Linked DNA regions of Sus scrofa: region 2 is linked to region 1. The links are chromatin contacts, called in public HiChIP or PLAC-seq maps. All regions are on one chromosome and are shown on one strand. The core of a region is the stretch at or near the end of the contact, and the rest is flanking DNA. Distances in the headings are between cores, read along the strand shown.

The links. HiChIP or PLAC-seq counts read pairs in DNA pulled down with a chosen protein or histone mark.
Region 2: an H3K27ac HiChIP or PLAC-seq map of alveolar macrophages shows a contact between it and region 1. The contact joins the enhancer-like site here to the promoter of MTMR3 in region 1. A contact is called at or near these places in 2 of 5 promoter capture datasets (fetal liver and liver), 3 of 47 Hi-C or Micro-C datasets (embryonic fibroblasts, heart right ventricle and skeletal muscle) and 2 of 2 datasets of contacts at active chromatin or transcription factors (alveolar macrophages and skeletal muscle).

The regions. Positions count from the first base shown.
Region 1 is chr14:46,872,164-46,878,461 of Sscrofa11.1, reverse strand. MTMR3 (myotubularin-related protein 3) reads right to left here and starts at 3,485. Exons shown (of 20, transcript XM_001926519.6): 1 at 3,225-3,485.
Region 2 is chr14:46,984,837-46,990,994 of Sscrofa11.1, reverse strand. MTMR3 (myotubularin-related protein 3) reads right to left here. Exons shown (of 20, transcript XM_001926519.6): 7 at 5,686-5,852. It also overlaps the pseudogene LOC110256676. Among named protein-coding and RNA genes, the nearest start is that of MTMR3, 110 kb to the right of the region's middle. Within about 2 kb of position 2,999, at least 4 of the 83 cell types and tissues checked have an H3K27ac peak or open chromatin away from gene starts, as enhancers often do. A contact at or near this core is called in alveolar macrophages, where this site is marked.

The DNA of each region.
Region 1 (6,298 bases), core at 2,236-4,735:
CCACTGAGCCACAACGGGAACTCCTTGCGGGTTTTTTTTTAATCCAAGTTTCATCCACCTATATGAAATGAATACTAAATAACACAATTACAAATTATTAAAGATGTGCAAAATCAGGCTGGAGAATCTACTTGAGATCAATGAGCACAGGCCTTTAATTGTATACATACAAAAACTGAGGTCCAGAGAAGTGACATTCCCAACAACGGTCACATTGTTAAATTAGTGACACAGAATCTCTGCCAATCTACAGCTTCTCGTTATTCTAAATGCCTCTGCTTCTAATAAAATGTGCTCCTTAAAAAAAAAAAAAAAAAAAAATCACTAATACCTAAAAATATTAAGACACATTTAAGACCCTAAAACTAGAGGGTCTTTGTACACAGGCTAGTATCTTCAGAAAACAATCTCTTGATGAGATCTCAAGGTTCCAAACCAGAAGGACTAAAAAACTGACTCTTTAATCCAATGTGAGTTACCAAGTAGCTTTTAATAAGAAATGTTATCAAGCACTTTAACTGTCCTTTTTCCCATCTCAATACTATTCATTTACTCAACAAGTATCTGAGAACACCAGTATATGCTGGCAACTATGTTAGGCACTGGAGATACCAGGAACAAAACAGACATGGCCTCTGGCCTTAGCAGTGGACAACTGCTATTCTATGATTTGACAGGATATTTAGCAAACTCCTCCAACCATATGGTTGTACTCTATACAACCATAACATTTTCTTCCAACTATTCCAAACTTATAACAAACCACACTATACTCCCTCTGCAATATAAATACTTTCTTTAGTAACTCAGCATTCTGCTTTACCGTAGAAGGTGCTAACCAGAACTACAACAGATTTAAAAACTGACTTTACCACTCCTCATGGCCTTAGGCATATTTCAAGAACTTCTCACAATCCACAGTAAACCTTCCTGGTTCACAACCCTTGTTTCAAATGACTAATTTATCTGCCCTACCCTTACTTTACTAGAAACTTGAATCAGATGGTTTAGAGCAACCGTGATGTTGGGAAGCACCTTCATTAGACCTCTTTGTGGACCAGAAGTAGACTTACTGCCTCTTCCTCTCTGCTACTTTCCTCTGGAATCTTCAATGTATCTCTGGATATGCCTCTAATTTTATCAAGTTTGTTCCTAAAGACTTGCATAAATAACTTCTGGCAACAAATCTACTTGAGATCAAGTAGATCTCAAGTAGAAATCTCAAGTAGATTTCTGCTGCTGAAAATCCATTATATTTTCAGAGAAGCTCAATTTTTAGTTTTTTGTTGTTTTGGGTTTTTTTTTTTTTTTTTTTTTTTGCTTTTTAGGGCCGCACCCCACAGCATATGGAGGTTCCCAGCTATGGGTTGAACCAGAGCTACAGCTGCCAGCCTACACCACAGCCCACTGCAACGCCAGATCCTTAACCCACTGAACAAGGCCAGGGATCGAGCCTCCAACCTCATGGTTTCGTTTCTGCTGCACCACAATGGGAACTCCCAAGTTTTAGTTTTAAGGCTCTCAGGCTTCCCCCTCTTTGGTACCTCTCAAATTCTATGAACAATTTAAAACACTCTTCAGAGTTGTAACTAATGGGAATCTTTTGGAATACCAAAGGTGACCTAAAGCAGAAGTTCACAAACCTAGCTGACCAGAATCCATCAGGGATCTTTTAAGGATGGATTCCCACACCCTACCCTCAGAGATTTCAATTCACCAGGTGGTGTGTGAGGCCCAGGAATCAGCATTTCAGATAGCCCATACTATTTCTGACAACTGGTATTTAATTAGGTAACCAAAAAACCTGGCTTACAAGCTGGGAAGTACTTGGTTCTCCTATGGCGTGCCAATAACTAACTACAAGTGGGACTGCCCCAGTGTGCTGGTTACTCGAACTGTGGGCCAACTAAAAATGAGGGAGGTAATTAGAGCTGAAAGAAGCCTTCCCATGGAGCCAATCTAAAATTTCAGAACCCTCCAAATGTGGTTTAATACCACATACTACACTAGGTTTACTCAGAACAGTGTCATTCTCTAAGCTTTTCTGCCCACCCAAGTCACAGGCCTAAGAAGGGAAGACTTTCTGCATGCCACCAACACACACCTTCCTTACTTGATCTCCAAGGAAAACCAACTGGGTCTTGTCTTCTTGCCCTACTGAAACGGACATGAATCTGAATGGGGAAAGTCCCCAATACCTCTCTAGGTACAAATCACAAATATTTTACATTAAAAAAAAAAAAATCTCATGTAATTCAACCCAGGCTTCGATGGCCAAATTGAATCTCAACTGCAAGAGTATGCACGCTTTTCCCCGTTGTGAAAAAACACTGGCAGATAACAAAGTAGAAGTCAAGATACTAAAACACTTAAGAATTTAGGCCGCAGCCTTGAAGAGACACCTGAACATCATTACCTATCAGTTAATGCGCAAAACTCACCTGTGCAAAACTCACAGGTAAGATTATCAGGCCCCAGAGGAGTTTACGCAAGTGGCCGTAAAATTTATCCCATTATTTTGAGGTAAGTTATCCAGCCCAAAGTACAACCAACAACATTATCTTAGGGGTTCTGGGCAGCCCAATTCAATACACTTAGCCGCACGATTTCCACCCGAGCAATAAATAACTCTGTAATCTTTCGCGGCGCTATTTAACCAACATTGCTGCGCTCTCTTCAACCGCCTCCGAACCATCCTTCCCACCCAAGTACTACCAGGTCAGGAGGATGCCCTGCTGCAGTCGGCGGCCACTCCTCCTTCCCACAAGTCCCGGGCCGCTCCGCTCGCCCCGGGGGCTCCGTCGGCCCCCGACCTCCGGCCTCGCGCCACGGAGGACTCCCACACACTCGCTCCGGGGTGAGGGACGCACACTCACCTCCCAGAGGTCCGCGGCCATGTCCCCGGACGCTGCGGGGTAGCGCCTCACACCCCTAGCCCCATGGGCCGGTCCCCGCCAGGTCCAGGAAGGCCGCCCTGGCCGGACCCCGCCTCCCCCGCGCCGAACAGGGCCGCTGCGCTCCCACTGTCCGCGCCTCCCTCTGGCGGCAGCAGCCTCCGCCCCGGCCACCCCTCTCCGGGCCACGCACGCTGTCCTCAGCCCCTTCAGGGCCGCCGCCTCCTCAGAGGGTGACAGCCGCCGCGCCGGGGACCAGGCCGGCCCCTCCTCCAGCTCCTCCTCACCCCCGGAGGAGACGGGGGCGGGGGGCGGTGTAGGTTTCCTTACCGGGCAGCAGGACATGGCGAAGCTCGTCACGGCACGGCCTCCTCCGCCACCCCACAAGGCTCCCAGGCAGGGCCGGCGGGGGGCAGCGCCTGAGCCGCTGGAGCTCCTCGCCCGGATACTCCTCCGCCGCCGCCACCGCCTTCTCACAACCACAACAACATGGCGGCAGCGGCCACACAGAGCGCGCTCACGCCACCAAGCTGGTCGGCGAGCGAGGGCGCGCGCGCACGTTCAGGCCCTTAGCCGTCGGTCGGGGAAAAGAGGGCGGGCCATCACGGATTGGGCAGGGGCGGGGCCTGAGCCGGTGGTCACGCCCCAGGAGGCGGGAGGGGCTGCAAACCTGCAAAATGCTGGTGCTGGGCGAGGGCCTGGCAGAGGAGCCCACCTAAAGCAGAAACAGGTGAGGAGTGAAAGGAGAAGAAAACCGAAGGTGGTCCCACAGAGTTTGGGGAGTTATCTTTTCCTACCTATGTAGCCCCGGGCAAGACAATTCCTCAATCTACTTAGCCAGTAGAATCTATTCTACTGTACAACATACGTTTCACCTGTAGTTGTGGTGAGGCTGAAACTATTTTAATGTAATGCAAGTAAGTATGTGCGCTCAAGGTCATACTCAGAATACAATTTCAGGCTGCTTATACCAAGCTCAGCTGGAAGAATTGAGTTTTCAAACAAACTAACAAAAAAAAAAATTGTAATGATACCTTGTAGAATAATTCTACGTACTGAGACTGAATTACCTCCAGCCCTAACAGATTCACCTCATCAGAGTTGTATTTTATCATTATACCTTTGACTTTTCTGGAAAATGGTAGAAAGAACCTGTCAAATGAAATCTATCCTTGAATTTGTTTTTTTTTTGCTTTTTCCACAGACTCTCTGCAATTATTTGTTTTTTGTGTTTACTGCTCTCTATCCCATTCCAATGTAAAAGCTACTTGAAGATAAGGATCTTGTTTATTTTATTCATCACTTTATCTCCAACACCTAGAAATGCTCATAAGTAGTGTCATGAGTTCCTGATTAACTAATAGCTAATATTCACACAACTTATCTAACTGAATCTTCACAGCTTGAATAGATAATGTTATTATCACCATTTTACAGATGAAGAAACTGAAGCCCAGAATAAGCTGCACTAAAATTAGGAAAAAAAGAAATCAAACCCAAATCCAATTAGCAATAAAAAATATGCTCTCACCCAGGAGCTCCTGCTGTGACACAATAGGATCTGCGGCATTTTGGGAGTGCTAGAACATAGGTTCTATCCTTGGCCCAGCACAGTGGGTTAAGGATTAAGCATTGCCGCAGCTGTGGCATAGGTCACCACTGCGGCTCGGATCTGATCCCTGGCCTTGCCCGGTGGGTTAAGGATCTGGCGTTGCCATGAGCTGTGGTGTAGGTTGCAGACGCGGCTCAGATCTGGCATTGCTGTGGCTGTGGTGTAGGCCGGCAGCTGTAGCTCTGATTAGACCCCTAGCCTGGGAACCTCCATAGGCTGAGGGTGCAGCCCTAAAAAGACAAAAGACAAAAAAGAAGAAATTATGTTAGAGTTCAAGATTAGGCTTTGCTTTACTCTGTTGAATGAAAGTGCAAAAAATTGCACAACCTAAGTTGAGGATGATGTTTTGTGGAGCCAGAAAGTCAGCCTCTTCAATAGCTCTGAGGGATTGTTCCAAAGAGGTAAGGGAGGACCTATGATTATTAGGCGTTTTTACAACAAAAACCAGGTAGTCAGTCAGAACATCAAGAGATTATTGTTAAAGAAAAAAATAGACCTCTCAAGTTAAAGAATTTAGCAGTTTTCTTTGTATGGGAAGATGCAAGAGCCTGGCTTCACTGAAATCATTCCTTTGATATGTACCTTAACTAGGTAGGGCCAGTATCTTGCTTTTTCCACCCTGGATCCCCTCAGGGTGCACCATAGGGTTGCAGCTGCAATGGTTGATGGTATAATAGCCACAACATCCTTTGTTTACTGATGTGGCAGGCCGACAAACTCTGTCTACAACTCTGCAGATACAGGTGTGCTTCCTTTCCGATAATTAGCATTAGGCAGCCCATTGTGTATGTTTTGGCCTTGGCTTCCTTTAGAAAGCCCAAGGCTAAATTTGAAGCCCAATTGTCACCTACTGTTGGTCCTTCAAATCCACAAATTAACAGTAATTTTTTTTTTGCCTCCTGCCTCAACTCTGCACCTTTATTTATATTTTCCTGTCTTGGTTTCCTTTTACTGTTGTATGATTATAGCCTTTATGGAATGAAGAGAAAATGGTAAGTACTAAGAACAGATGAATGACAAACATCTGTCATTCACACAGGTTTTCCCACCTGTTTCTCCTATTGTCCCATAAAATCAGATTCCCATCAGGTTCAGGCCCCTAAGGACCAGCTACCCATGCCTCTGCTCAGGCAAAGCCTGAAGAAGTGAGGGGGAAGAGTTGGTCCCATAGGTGGGTGGTCTCTGATTGGATGGAAGCTAGCACCTGACCCCAGGAGAGCCCCCTCATAGGCTGCCTAGCTCCCAGCCAGTTGGCTTGGGGCAGAGATTCAGCCAATAGGCTGTTGGCATTCACTCAGCCAGTCTCACAGATAACCAGGAATTCGAAAGGGGTAGATTTTTGGTGTATCACATTGTCCTCTTTTTAAAGAGAGTAACACTGTACTTGCCTTTCATCTTGGGCTAAGGAATCCTCCACTAGTATAAAGGACCATGGGAGGAATTTGTGCCCCCAAAAATCAATATTTGGAGTTCTCGCTGTAGCTCAACTGTTAACAAATCTGACTAGCACCCATGAGGATGCAGGTTCAATCCCTGGCCTTGCTCAGTGGGTTAAGGATCTGGCATTACCGTGAGCTGTGGTCGAAGAGCAGCTTGGATCCTGCGTTGCTGTGGCGTAGCCCAGCAGCTACAGCTCCGATTTGACCCCTAGCCTGGGAACCTCCATATGCCGCGGGTGCAGCCCTAAAAAGCCAAAAAAAAAAAAATAGAAATCACTATTTGCGTATCCTTACTCTCATAATAGCTAACATGGGTTGACCCTTAAGACGAGTGCTTTACATGTATATCTGGT
Region 2 (6,158 bases), core at 1,750-4,249, 110 kb before region 1:
AATATTAGACAGGGTTCTTTGAGGAATACAAGGTCACCACTGCAGGTCACCACTCCTGCTCCTGACTCACCGCTGTTCACTCCGCTCTCTCCAAGGAGAAAGCAGATCAGGAAGCAGCACCACAGCCAGGCCTTTTAAAGATACCAGAAAGACTCCCAATGGAGCTGGAAGTGGCAATTCACCAGATTAGAATCACCCTCACCAGCTACAACATGAAGTTTTTGGAGGGTGTGTGTACTGATCTGATCAGAGGCACAAAAGCAAAGGCAAATCTAAAAGTAAAAGGACTGGTTCAGATGCCTACCAAGACCAAGACTAACTACAAGGAAAACTCCTTGTAGTAAAAGTTCTGAGATTTGGGATCGTTTTCTGATAAAGATCCACCAACGACTCACTGACCTACACAGTCCTTCTGAGACTGTTCAGCAGATCATTTTTGTCAGCACTGAGCCAGGAGCCTAGGTTGAAGTCACTACTGCAGATGCTTAAGTCAACCTTTTTAATAAATTGATACTCGATTGTTCAAAAAAGAAGAATACTAGACAGGGAGTCCCAATATAAAAGCTATAAAACCATGACAACTTCCAAGCTCCAAGTCTTTGCAAAAGGTAAAGGTACTTAAATTAATGGTCATTTACATTAGTAATCTCTATCTTAAACATTGATACCCTATAGAGGAGCCTATAGTTTTAAAATAATCGCTGGCAAAATAATAGCCTCCTCTCACCTCCTCCTCCTTGGGCAGTTTACTATGTAGAGTGAGTTTTAATTATCTTTGTGTCCTCCCAAGTGATACCTTCACCACTTCTCAAACTGACCATCACAATCCATAATAAGAATGTTTTACATAACAATTCAATACAACATTTTATATCTTAAGAGTTTCACAAAACAATACCCACCCTAGTGTGTGATACATTGTTGTTTTCTAGTCTTTTTTTTTTTTTTTTTTTGGTCTTTTTAGGGCCGCACCCGCAGCACATGGAGTTTCCCAGGCTGGGGGTTGAATTGGAGCTATAGATGCTGGCCTACATCACAGCCATGAGGGATCCAAGCCACGTCTGCAATCTGCACCATGGCTCATGGCAATGCCAGATCCTTAACCCACTGAGTGAGGCCAGGGATTGAACCTGCGTCCTCATGGATGCTAGTCAGATTCGTTTCCACTGAGCCACGACGAGAACTCCAGATATTTTCTATTCTAAATGTTTCATTTCATATTTCATTTTTTAAAACTTTGATTTTATGACCCACTGATGGATCACAACCTCCAATTTGAAAACCACTGCTTGAAAAAAAATTAGCAGCTCAGAATTCTTTCGTGATGCATCAGGTTAAGGATCTGGCATTGTCACTGCTGTGGTACAGGTTCAAACCCTGACCTGGGAACTTCTGCAAGCCACAGACGTGGCCAATAAGAAAACAAATTTAGCATTAGGTCTTACATACATGAGAAATTCAGCTGGCTTTTGCCAAAATATGTTAGAAGTTCACTTGTGTTTATTCTGCAGAAAAGTGCATACCAAGGACATATATTGCTAGATTTCCTTAAGAAATTCTCCTTTCGGAATTCTCATGTCTCCACTGATTCAATATTAGATATGCTGTAGTATCTCACTTTATTTTAAATATTAGGGTCATAAGTTTTGTTTGGCTTTATGTTTCCTTTTCAGTCCTTCCTGTGTGCCTCCCCCAACCCTAAATGAGGATTTGTTCCCTTCTAACACTGTATTTCTTTTGCTTTTTCTTCTTTCTACTGCCACACCTGAAGCATATGGAAGTTCCTGGGCCAGGGGTCAAATTGAAGCCGTAACTGTGGCCTACGCCAGAGCAACACCAGATGCAAGTTGCATCTCCAACCTATACGGCAGCTTGTGGCAACACCAGATTCTTAACCCACTGAGTAAGGCCAGGGATCGAACCCACATCCTCACAGACAATGTCAGATCCTTAACCTATTGAGCTACAGTGGGAACTCCAACATTGTGATTCTTATACTACAAATACAAACACAGTCCAGCAATTCTTATTTCAATGGGAATGAAAGCTCTAAAGAAATAAGTCGCTCTATCATAACCACAGTGTCAATCAGCAATCTAAAATAATTCTGCCCCCAAAAGTCCAGCTCACTGGGTTGTTCTGAGTATTCAAGCCTTCAGTTATATACAGCTTAAAGGCCTCAGATTGAAGAGCCAGGCCCTTAACCAGGATGTGAAGAAAGATAGTACCAAAGAAGGTGAGAAGTAGCTCTCCCAGATTTTCAAATACAGAGAAGAATCATTCTTTTCTATGAACAAAGGTCCCAGTGCAGTCATCTAGATGTATATTTACTGGACTGCATTCAAACTCACAAAACAGACTCTGTGGCAAGGGCCTTTACTTTATACTAAACAGGCAGCTGCACAACAGTATAAGACCCAGAGTCATATGCTCTTCATGGTTAAGCAAGATGTGTTTACTGGGCATGTCACAGGAGAAGTGGGTCTGAACCTCTCTAAACTAGTAACTGAATTTCCCAGTTATCAGTCAGACCTCCAAATTAATGCTTAAGTACAGACCAATCACCAAGAAATCAGCTAAAATGAGAAGGACGCCGAGCATATAGGAGAGAAGCTTTAAGCTTTAGTCCATTCTTTTTAAGAGTTTGAGAGAAAGATAAAAGAGTCAACAGTTTAACAATAACTCCAACAACAATGTAGAAACTTCTTTCAAAGGAGATTAAGACCAAGAGCTATGACCACAGTATGGTTGGCTTAACTATGACAGGGTCAACAGCCAGAAACTAAGATTTACATGAATACAAGATAATGATGTAATTTTCCCATTTTCCCCCTCTCTGACACATTCTGCTCTCAACAGGCTAGGCAGAAAAGAATCCATAAAAGGTTTCATTAAATTCTGAAAGACTAAATGAACTTCCACCCATGAGAGTCTATGCTTATGATCTCATGTGTTGAGGCAGATTATACAACAGTATGACTTTGAAATATCTCAAGTGCTGTCTCACCGAAAGATGATTTGTAAGAATGTGGTTGTCTGGCCTGCTCATTATTGGTGAGTAACGCTGTAGCCGCCACCAACACTCAACAATATTGGGTGGAGACAGAAGAACCAGGTTGACTTGCTTTCAAAATGCCACCACAGTATTTTTTAAGAATGTTTTCCTTTGTACTCCATAGTGAAAATACATAAAAGGCAAAAGCTGTACATATACACACTCCCAAACCAAGTCACTGAAGTACAATAAGAGTGAATGTGAGTTGTACCAGGTTAAATTCAGTGTGGTATATATATTGAAAAGAAACAAAATACAACCTTTACTCAGAGTAAGTTCTAATCAGTTACAATGACATCATCTTGTATGTTCATAATTTCCAAAATGAATGTTCACAAGCATGGCACATAGAAGGCACTGAAACATTTATGAGTTAAACTCTCCAGCATTAACAGATTTGATCTTCAAGATACCCACATCAGCTTGGGCAGGAAGAACAAAAATATTCCACTCTGAAGATCAAAAAAAACTAAAGTACAGGGAGGATAAATGCCTTGTCCAGGAATATTTTCAATTAAATGGCAATATACAAATTTGAATTCAGGTTTTCCAGTTCCTAGATCAGTATTTTACACCCCAAATGCTTCCATCCATCACAAATCCATGAAAAGACAGGAAACTATGGATATCTGTGTGTCTTGGTAAAATACCAGATATCTTTAAGAAGGGAAAGGTCTGGGGACCAAAGTTATCTCAGCTCAGGACAAAGCCATCTATAATTAATCGATAGGAGTTAAATTCTGACCCGGCACACATCTTAGGAACATCCTAAGAGTTGGCTCAAATCCTAAAAGAAACTAAAAGTATCAAGGAAATAAGGAATCATCTAAAGAGATGAGGAATTTCAGTCTGAATTTTCAGTGGTTGTGGGAGTTAACAGGTAAGGAGAAATTCAAGCCTTAACTAAACACTAGCAACCCTAAACTAGTGAACACCTTTTGGAGTTAAAAGTCTTAAACAAATCAAAGTTCCCAAATAACATATGTTAAGACAGCAAAATACAGTCGCTAACTTCATTATCCTAGAAAATGGGAGAAACTAAAAATCTAATAAATAAGATGTTCATGGTTAAAAATTCAGCAAATATGCTTGTAAGATTTGTGCATTTCATTGTACGTAAATATTACTTTTTTATACACTCAAAAAACTTGAAAAGAGCTATAAACAAGCAAAAAACAGTGGTATCTCATACAAAAAAGGAAAAAGAAAGATTCAATGGGTGACTGAAGTGAGGAACAGTTTAGACACATTCTCATCACCTTCCAAGGTTGGCATGGATGACTCCTGTGAACAACTGTGGGTTCCACCAGCCAATCAGGCTTGTGGGAAGCTTGAATTCCTGACTTTCCCTAAGGATCCAGAAGGGCCAGGTACCTCTGTTTTCCATCTCTGTATCCACAGCACCCCACTCAGTCAGCTCCCAACAGCTGAGAATGGGGTTTAAATCCTGGCTTTGTCACTGCCTAGCAGTGAGACTTGGCAAAAAACCTTTACCTTTGAGTCTCCATTTCTTTGGCTCCCAAAATAGAAACACCAGCCTATCGTGCCTGTTTGACAAGGTCATGAGGGTCCAACAAAAGTATGTATTAAAGCATCTTTAAAAATATGCTGTGTAATGTTTGCTATATTTTAATTAAATATATGAACCAAAAAGCTTCAATCAGGAATGGAGCCAGGAAACAAAATGATACAAAAGTAGCTAGATTAGCCTTCAGCATTTAAAATAACCCACAGCAGAACTGTTAAGACTAAAGGTTCAGGACTGAAAATTGAGGATAAAGGAAAAAGTCCCCAGAGTAAACTTTATTGGAAGGAAGCTCACAATGTTTCACTGTTTAGGAATTCAAGATGCTGCTTCCAAGCCGGACACATTCAAGATTCACTGCTGGACCAGCAAAGCTCTATTTATGGCAGCATAAGATTTATAGAAACTACACAGAGAAAAACAATATGAACTTAGTCAAAGCCATTTTTAAGGGAGCAAGAAAGTGAGTGTGACAAGGATTTCAGGAGGAGTCAGGAAGCCTGGGCTCCAATATAGGCTCAACCTCTTTATTTGTCCTGAGGAAAGTCACTTGGCCTCTCGACCTCTGTTTCATCATCTATGAGATGAAAGGGGTGGAAAAAAGGTAATCTATGACTTGAAAATTCAAAGATAGAAAGGCCATATTGTAATCCATTATTCTGTGGTCTAACCTCACACATCTGTACCTTTATTCATGCTACTTGCTCTGTCTAAAGTCCTTTTCCCCATTCTGTAATCAGTGAACTCATACTCAACCTTCCAGGCCTACTCAAGAGCCACCTCCTAAGCTGAAGTTTTCACAAACATGTATACAACGCTTGTGGCTTCCTTCCACTGGGCTTCTGTAACACCCATCAAACCGTATTCTAGTTGTTTTTAGTCAGGCCCACTAAATTGAGATGCCAAGTCTAGTGATTTTTCCTTCCCCTAAAAGTCAGGAACATCTTCTATTGAGCTTACAAAAACGATAGGCACATGCTAGGTGCTCCATAAAAAGTACATTACTTAAATACTTGAATACCTAGGAGTCCCATTTCACATTAAGGGTATCTCCTCAAGCAGTAATTTAATAAAGCCGCTGTTTGCACATTTTAGAGAGGCCTACCTGGTCTGCACAGGTCCCCATGTTGCTCTTTTTCACTGGCGTAGACTTCCATACACCAAGCATGGTATGCAAATGAGAAGAGATCTTCTATTTTAGCAGGTGGTCGGATTGCATTGTTCAGTCTCTTAAGCCACTCTTGACACTGCTCAAAGGTTGAGAACTGACACCTTTGTAAAGCCAAACAAGTAAAAATGTAATCAAAAGACAATTGAACAATGAAACCTAAAGGATGCCACCATTTCAAGAGTGCTTACTCACAGTGAGGTGATAACTACAGTCAAAAGAGCATTACAGGTGGCCTATTCATGATATATAATAACAACATGCCCCCCAAATTTTAGCCAATGGTGCGAAATGTCAAAAAAGAAGGCAGGACATATGGAAAAATTTTTTTAAAACTAACAAAATCTCTTCTGAGTTTGATGAATGACAACTAATACAGAAAAATGGCAGTCATTCTCTTCCAGGAATGG